Linked DNA regions of Mus musculus: region 1 is linked to region 2. Evidence: chromatin contacts called from public Hi-C data. All regions are on one chromosome and are shown on one strand. Each heading gives the region's core, a stretch centred on a gene start, on an enhancer-like site or on the middle of the called end of the contact. The rest is flanking DNA. Distances are from core to core; before and after follow the strand shown.

Region 1 (3,166 bases), core at 252-2,751, 86 kb before region 2:
TGTGTGGCAAACATCTTTACCCATCAAGCTACCTGCCCAGCCCCGAGTAAAACTTTTGATTTAATTTTCCTACAGACAAGCATCATAGGCATTTCACTATCTTGACCAATTTCAAATGGTGTTAAGTACAACACTTCTGTGCAACCACCCCAGCATGCACCTCCAGAACTCGTTCTAGAGCAAAATCCATCTTCTATATTCAAGAAATAATTTCTGTTGACATTATAGCATGAATCATAATTTCCTGCTTATATAAGGCTGAATAATATTCTACTGTAGGTATATACTACGTTTTATTTATCTCTTCATTCAACAGCAGACACAGGTTGTTTCCAAATTTTGGTTTTCTTTGCTATTGTAACTAATGCTGCTAATAGCTGTGGGTATACAGATATGGCCAGAGGTATTTTTAAGATATCCATGGGATTATGGAGGGACCCACATGGTCCCACACCTCCCGAGGGATTACTAGCTGTTAATGATTGCTGGTGGAACAGGAGTCATTTTCTTCAGTTGGGTAGCCACTGATACGTTGTCCAGTGATCCAATAAATAGCTTTCCACCTTGGAGAAGCAGTTTGCTTTAGTTAGGGTTTTACTGCTGTGAAAGACACCATGACCAAGGCAACTCATAAAAGGACAACATTTAATTGGGGCTGGCTTACAGGTTCAGAGGTTCACTCTATAAACATCAAGGCAGGAGGAGCATGGCAGCATCCAGGCAGGCATGGTGCAGGAGGAGCTGGGAGTTCTACATCTTGTTTCGAAGGCAAACAGAAGAAGACTGGCTTCCAGGCAGCTAGGATCTTAAAGGGTCTTAAAGCCCACGCCCACAGTGACACACTTTCTCTAACAAGGCCACACCTACTCCAACATGGCCACACATCCTAATAGTGTTACTTCCTGGGCCAAGCATACTCAAACTACCACAAAGCTCTAATTAAATTCAGAGAGCCACACATGAAGAAGACATGAAAGTAAAGAGGAGACTTCTCAGGGAGAAGGTTTCAGTTGGAGGGAGTGAGAGAGGGGAAGAGAGGTGTAAATAACTAAAATGTGTTATACATAGGTATGAAACTATCAGACAACAAAAAAAAAAAAATGGCAAAGATTTCTACAGGATTTGAACAGGCAGCGATGGTGGGGCCACTGCCTCCTGTGGATTGTTCTGAGGGGTCCTGGCGAGAAACCACATTATCTTAGTTGGCTCAGGCCTTTGCTAATTATAGCATCCATGCCAAGTTATCACTAGCTCACACTTCTGCTTTCTTCAGTAGACTCTGAGATCCAGGAGAGCAGGTGGGTTTGTTCCTAGAGATCAAGATATCCCTAGATCTCGTTCCAAGCCTGACACCCCTCAGAAATTATCGAGCTGAGCACAGAACTGCAGGAACCTATAATTTACCACTCTGCTAACAGCCATTCCCTTTGCTACGAGGATGTCATGACTCATGGTGCCCTGAGCCAGGCTCTGGTCCTGCAGCCTGATGCACTCTGGACCTGAGCCAGTGTCGAATTGCAAGGCAAGGGCAGAACTGAGTAAGAGAAAGCCAGTGGGGTACAGTGGACCGGGACCAGGGAGGAGAGCAGCAGCCCCGGGCCCTCACTCCATCCTTCCCTAAGAATGGCTGCAACCCATTCCTTGCATCTAAATGAGAGGCCCAATCAATCTTCCCACAAATATCTGCCTCTCCATCTCCAAAAGCCACTTAAAAAGGAAAGAGAGGGAGAAAAAAAAGTAACTGTGTTTCACTGAAGTGGATTTGTGTGTTTTCTCTCTGTGTGTCTGGAGCCCCGCATTCCTGCGTTTTCTTTGGTTTTAATTTTAACCTGAGGTCGATTTTTTTTTTCCTTTCCAAAATGGAAACCTATGGAAATTAAAAAGTAGCACCAGATAAAAAGAAATGCCAAAACACCCAGGAGAGTCCTGCAGAGTTCCACACTGAGGTCTAGGAAGGGATCTGCAGAGAAGTCTTTGTCATGTGGAGAAGTGGTGTGGCGAATTGAGAATGCTCTGCTCCCCTCCCCCCACCTCAGAAACCAGCAGATGCAGTGTGTGCTGGGGCAGAGGAGCGAGGAGGACCGAGCCTTGGTAGGCAGAAGAGCACCCTCTTCACTGCCTCTTTGGTGTTTCTAAGATCTGGGCCCCCTTTCACTCAAACAGCAAACTGCTTGGGGCCTGGATTAGGGCAGGTATACCTGTGGAAACACAGGGCGGATGTCTTCGTTTATACTTAGATATTTTTATCTACTATGGAATCTGCTTCATTGCCTCATGTAGCCTACGACGGCCTCAAGCTTGCTATGTACTGAAGAGAACTTAACTTTGATCCTTTGGCTTCAACCTTCCAGGGGCTGGGATTGCAGTTGTCTGACATCGTGCCCCATGCCCCATTTTATTCTGTTCTGGCGATGGAACCACAGCTTTGTGAATGTTACGCAAGCGTTTCTCCAACTGAGCCTCATCTCAGCCTTATAGGCTCTTAATTGTATGCCTTACCTGCCTCTCCCGAGGCTTCCTGTTGCTCTCGTTTGGCACTCCCTTTGCATTCTCCCCTGATGACCCATCCTTACACTGTTACATGAGAACTCAGTCCTGGCACCAGGGAGAGACTCAAGAAGGCCTGGGCAGATGTCCTTCCCTGACAAGGCCTTTTGCTAATGTCTCTTGCAGTGTCACAGCTGAAATGAACACTGCTGTCAAAGGCCCATTTCTTCTTAAAGACATCTTTCTTGTACAGAATGGAATGAGAAATGGTGTTCCTGTGGCAAACCACAACCAGCTCTATGCTCTGCAATTCTCCGGCTGGATCCCACGTCACACCCTGAATACTCAAGGACTCTTTACCATACTAACTGTTGGTTATGTGGTAAAAGGATGGGCCAACTTCTAAATGAATATGCTGCTCTGTGATTCTGTCACCAGCTCTAACCCAGGAAAGTGTAAAAAGAAAGGAAGCTCTGATTCCAACCCACCAGGCTGTCCAAGGACAACAGGAACCCTGGGATTTCACATCAAGTCTGTGAGGACCTACATGGGACCCATGTGAATTCTCTCACATCCTTGAGCTTGGATGCTAGCTCTGCCCTGTTTGCTGTGTCAGGAGTGACCCAAGGTGATAAGAAATGGCCCAAGTCATGGCTGCCCTTAGCTTGTCTTCAATCTC
Region 2 (3,186 bases), core at 102-2,601:
GCTTCCCGTGGGGGTGGGGCATTGGGCTTATGTGCTAGCACCTTTTGAGGCAAGGCTCTGGCAAAGAGAGATGTCTTGAATTAATCTCAAAGCTATCAGCATGCCGTGAAGTAACTATAAAGTGAAAATATTTTGAAGAATTTCTCTAGCTGAGAATACACAACTAGCCTACTGCCACTTTTCAAATGAATTCTGTAATTTGATGCCTCTATTATTCTGTCCTACACAAGCGCCAGGTTCTTAAGTAGTTATCTATATATAAGGACGTGTCACCTTCCAGTCACCAGAATCTCTCAGAAAGAATAAAACACTGAAGAAGGGGGGTGGGGGAGGCGGAGTAGAATTGCTTCTGTCCTGGTTTGTTATTTTCTACTTAAGCCGAGGGAAAGGGCAGCTGCTGGTGGTGCCCAAGGGAGACAAGCTTTCCTAGCTGCCATCTGCCGCCTGCCTGGTCCTTTCAGCCTGGAGGAGTCCCTGTGCACCTCATAACGCAAAGCTGCAGTAGGGTTGTATAACCTTGCTCCGGATGCAAAGCATCTACCGAAAAGGCCGTAAGAGCCAATCATAAAAGACCAACCAGTGCCTCCAAAACTAGGGGGACGTCGGGAGGGAGACAGTGTTGAACTCCCATCTCTGAGGTTAGGTTAGCTGGGGGGCGGGGCTGTGAATTCCCAGAGGAGTCCAGGGCGGGTGTTCAGCAAAGCAAAGCGCGCGACTGGGATGTCTGCACGGAGTAGGAAGGGGGGATGCGGCAGCAACCTAAGGACTTTGAGGAGTTCTCAGGCTGTGTCCCAGGGAAGTGCCAAGGACATCCCCGCTCCTCTTTTCAGTTACGTAACTCTCACACTTTGGGTGGAATCTAACGAACTTACTCACTAAAGTAATTAAAGTAGAAAGTCTTTCCGCGGATGCATGCAAAGGTGGTGTCTGAAAAGAAGTGACTGACTGCCACCTGCAGCGAGAAAGGGTGGCATCGGGTGACTGTTCCCCGCCGTGCCCTTCCTAGGATGGAAGCCGGGTGGCGGCGGTTGGAGCCCTCCAATCCCCATCTAGGAGTCACCCGGAGCCGCAGGTAAGCAGGCGGCCGTCGCCCTCCTCCCCAACGGCAGACACCGAATCCCGGTTGTCGGAGAGATGAGAGACCTCCGGGACCCCTGTCGCCCACTTCGAAAGGCCCTTCTCCCTAGGACTGACCTCCCGCGCTGGGAAGAGCCCGCAGCGGCGCTGGAAGCGCGCCACGAGCTGTGAATCCCGCAGGCTCCGCAGCAGTTCGGCCATGGTGAGCCGTGACCCCGTTCCTCCGACCCGCAGCCACGCGCGTCCGTGTCCTCAGCGTGCGCCCTGGCCTCGCGTTCCGCAGCCCGATGCTCCCAGCGCAGGACGGGCGGGGCGCGGTGCCAGCCAACAGGTGCGCCACCCGGGTCCTAGCGCCCGCCCTACACGCGGGCAAGCCCAGGTGTCCGCCACCACCTTGCACACGTCACCGTCCCCTTCCTAGCCAACCGGGCGGCCCCAGCCCCTTACCTGCCTGCTGGAGAGTGTGCTTGCAACTGCGTGGACGGGTCCACGTGCATGACCTATGCGCCATCCCCACTCCCGCGCATCCTTCCAAGTGCTGCCGGAAGCCTGGACGCTTTGTGACCCTCCTTTCAAATCTGGAGTTCAAGGTGAAACTGGTCGCCACTACACATGTGTCCCCCACATCCCAGCTCCCTGCCCCAACCTTTGCTTGTTTTCTGAAAGACTTAATTCCCAGGGAGTCTGGTTCCTAGGGAGAATTCTCAGTGATTTCTAAACTTCCTGAAATGTTTCCTTCTCACAGGCCAGTCACCTCATTCAAATTTGAGAAAGAATAGCAGAAATGCGGAGAGTCAACCCGGGTGATTTTATGGAAAAATAGAAATCTCTTTCTCTCTCCTACCCGCTGTGTGTGTGTGTGTGTGTGTGTGTGGTCTCTCTCTCTCTCTCTCTCTCTCTCTCTCTCTCTCTCTCTCTCTCTCTCTCTCTCTCTCTCTCTTCCTCTCTTTCTCCCTCCCTCCCACATACCTCCTCCCTTTTGGCCTTGGGAAGACTTTAGACCCAAAGGGAACAAGGTACTGAGCGACTACCAGGCGCCAGCCACTGCTTAGAAGAGCAAAGGAAACGTCCTGCAGATGGTTTTTCCTGAGCTTTCCTAAACCTCCCTTCCGGGTCTCTGAGATCCTAAGATGACCTCTGTACCTCATTGCAGGGAGTGAGAAGCAACAGTTAAACGAGGGCCAGGTGATTGGCCTGCAGCAAAACTATAATCCAATCCTTAGTTGGGAACAGAAGGCTGCGGGGGGGGGGGGGGGGGTTTCCTGGCCGCCCTTTTAAAGCCTGCTATTTGGCGGAATAAAGGACCGTGCATGAACACCTGCCACCACCCTTGCTTATCCAGTTGTCCTTCTAGGCTGGGAAGTCTTCGGTTCCTGATACGTGAAGATGATCTGGTCCCCTCTCATTCCAGTTTTCTGACTCCCTTGTTCCTTAGTCCTATCTGGAGAACATGTCAAGGTCGCTAAGTCAGCAGTGGCTTGTTCAGAGATTCTATTTTCTTTCCTCTTCCAGAGGAAAATGCAGCCCTATGTCATACTCAGTCATGTGTGGCTGAAAAGGCAGTTGCCTCCACCCCTAGTGCTGTAGTGATTTTTGTTTTTAAAGATTTATTTATTTATTTTTATGTGTATGAGCACACCAGAAGTGGGCATCAGATCCCATTACAGATGGTTGTGAGCCACCATATGGTTGCTGGAGTTGAACTTAGGACCTCTGGAAGATCAGCCAGTGCTCTTAACTGCTGAGCCAGCATTTCAGTCCTCTCCCACCCCCAAAGTTTGATTTTAACAGCTGACATTACAGTAGCTCCCAACCTGAGCCTTTATACATTTAAAGAATATGTTCTCCCAGGAAGACCCTTGAATTGCATGTCTCCTAAATGGGTCGCTCCAACCTTTCTATTTCAGAAAGAGAGAGAGAGAGAGAGAGACAGAGAGAGAGAGAGAGAGAGAGAGAGAGAGAAACCTAAAAATATGTCAAAATATGTCATACTTAATGTGGTACCAAATTAGATTTCTTTCAGGTCTTTGACTCAAGTTTTTAGTGACTCATGAACCCTGAGATAAGTCACCGTGGTTTTTGTTTCCTTCTATGATGAGACACTAGTCT

What was found. A called contact is a pair of places that touch in the nucleus more often than the background predicts.
Region 1: a contact with region 2 is called in a Hi-C map of the N1E-115 cell line, with 2.2 times the contacts expected there. The contact joins the enhancer-like site here to the promoter of Sgpp2 in region 2. A contact is called at or near these places in 5 of 484 Hi-C or Micro-C datasets (the N1E-115 cell line, cortical neurons, nephron progenitors and 2 more), 2 of 115 datasets of contacts at active chromatin or transcription factors (intestinal villus epithelium and pancreatic cancer cells) and 3 of 9 other capture datasets (adipose tissue, liver and pancreatic islet).

The regions. Positions count from the first base shown.
Region 1 is chr1:78,394,801-78,397,966 of GRCm38.p6, reverse strand. All of the region lies in intron 4 of Sgpp2 (sphingosine-1-phosphate phosphatase 2), which reads right to left. Among named protein-coding and RNA genes, the nearest start is that of Gm51634, 40 kb to the right of the region's middle. Within about 2 kb of position 1,501, at least 51 of the 459 cell types and tissues checked have an H3K27ac peak or open chromatin away from gene starts, as enhancers often do. A contact at or near this core is called in the N1E-115 cell line and pancreatic cancer cells, where this site is marked.
Region 2 is chr1:78,308,511-78,311,696 of GRCm38.p6, reverse strand. Sgpp2 (sphingosine-1-phosphate phosphatase 2) reads right to left here and starts at 1,351. Exons shown (of 5, transcript NM_001004173.2): 1 at 1,195-1,351. The coding sequence starts at 1,278.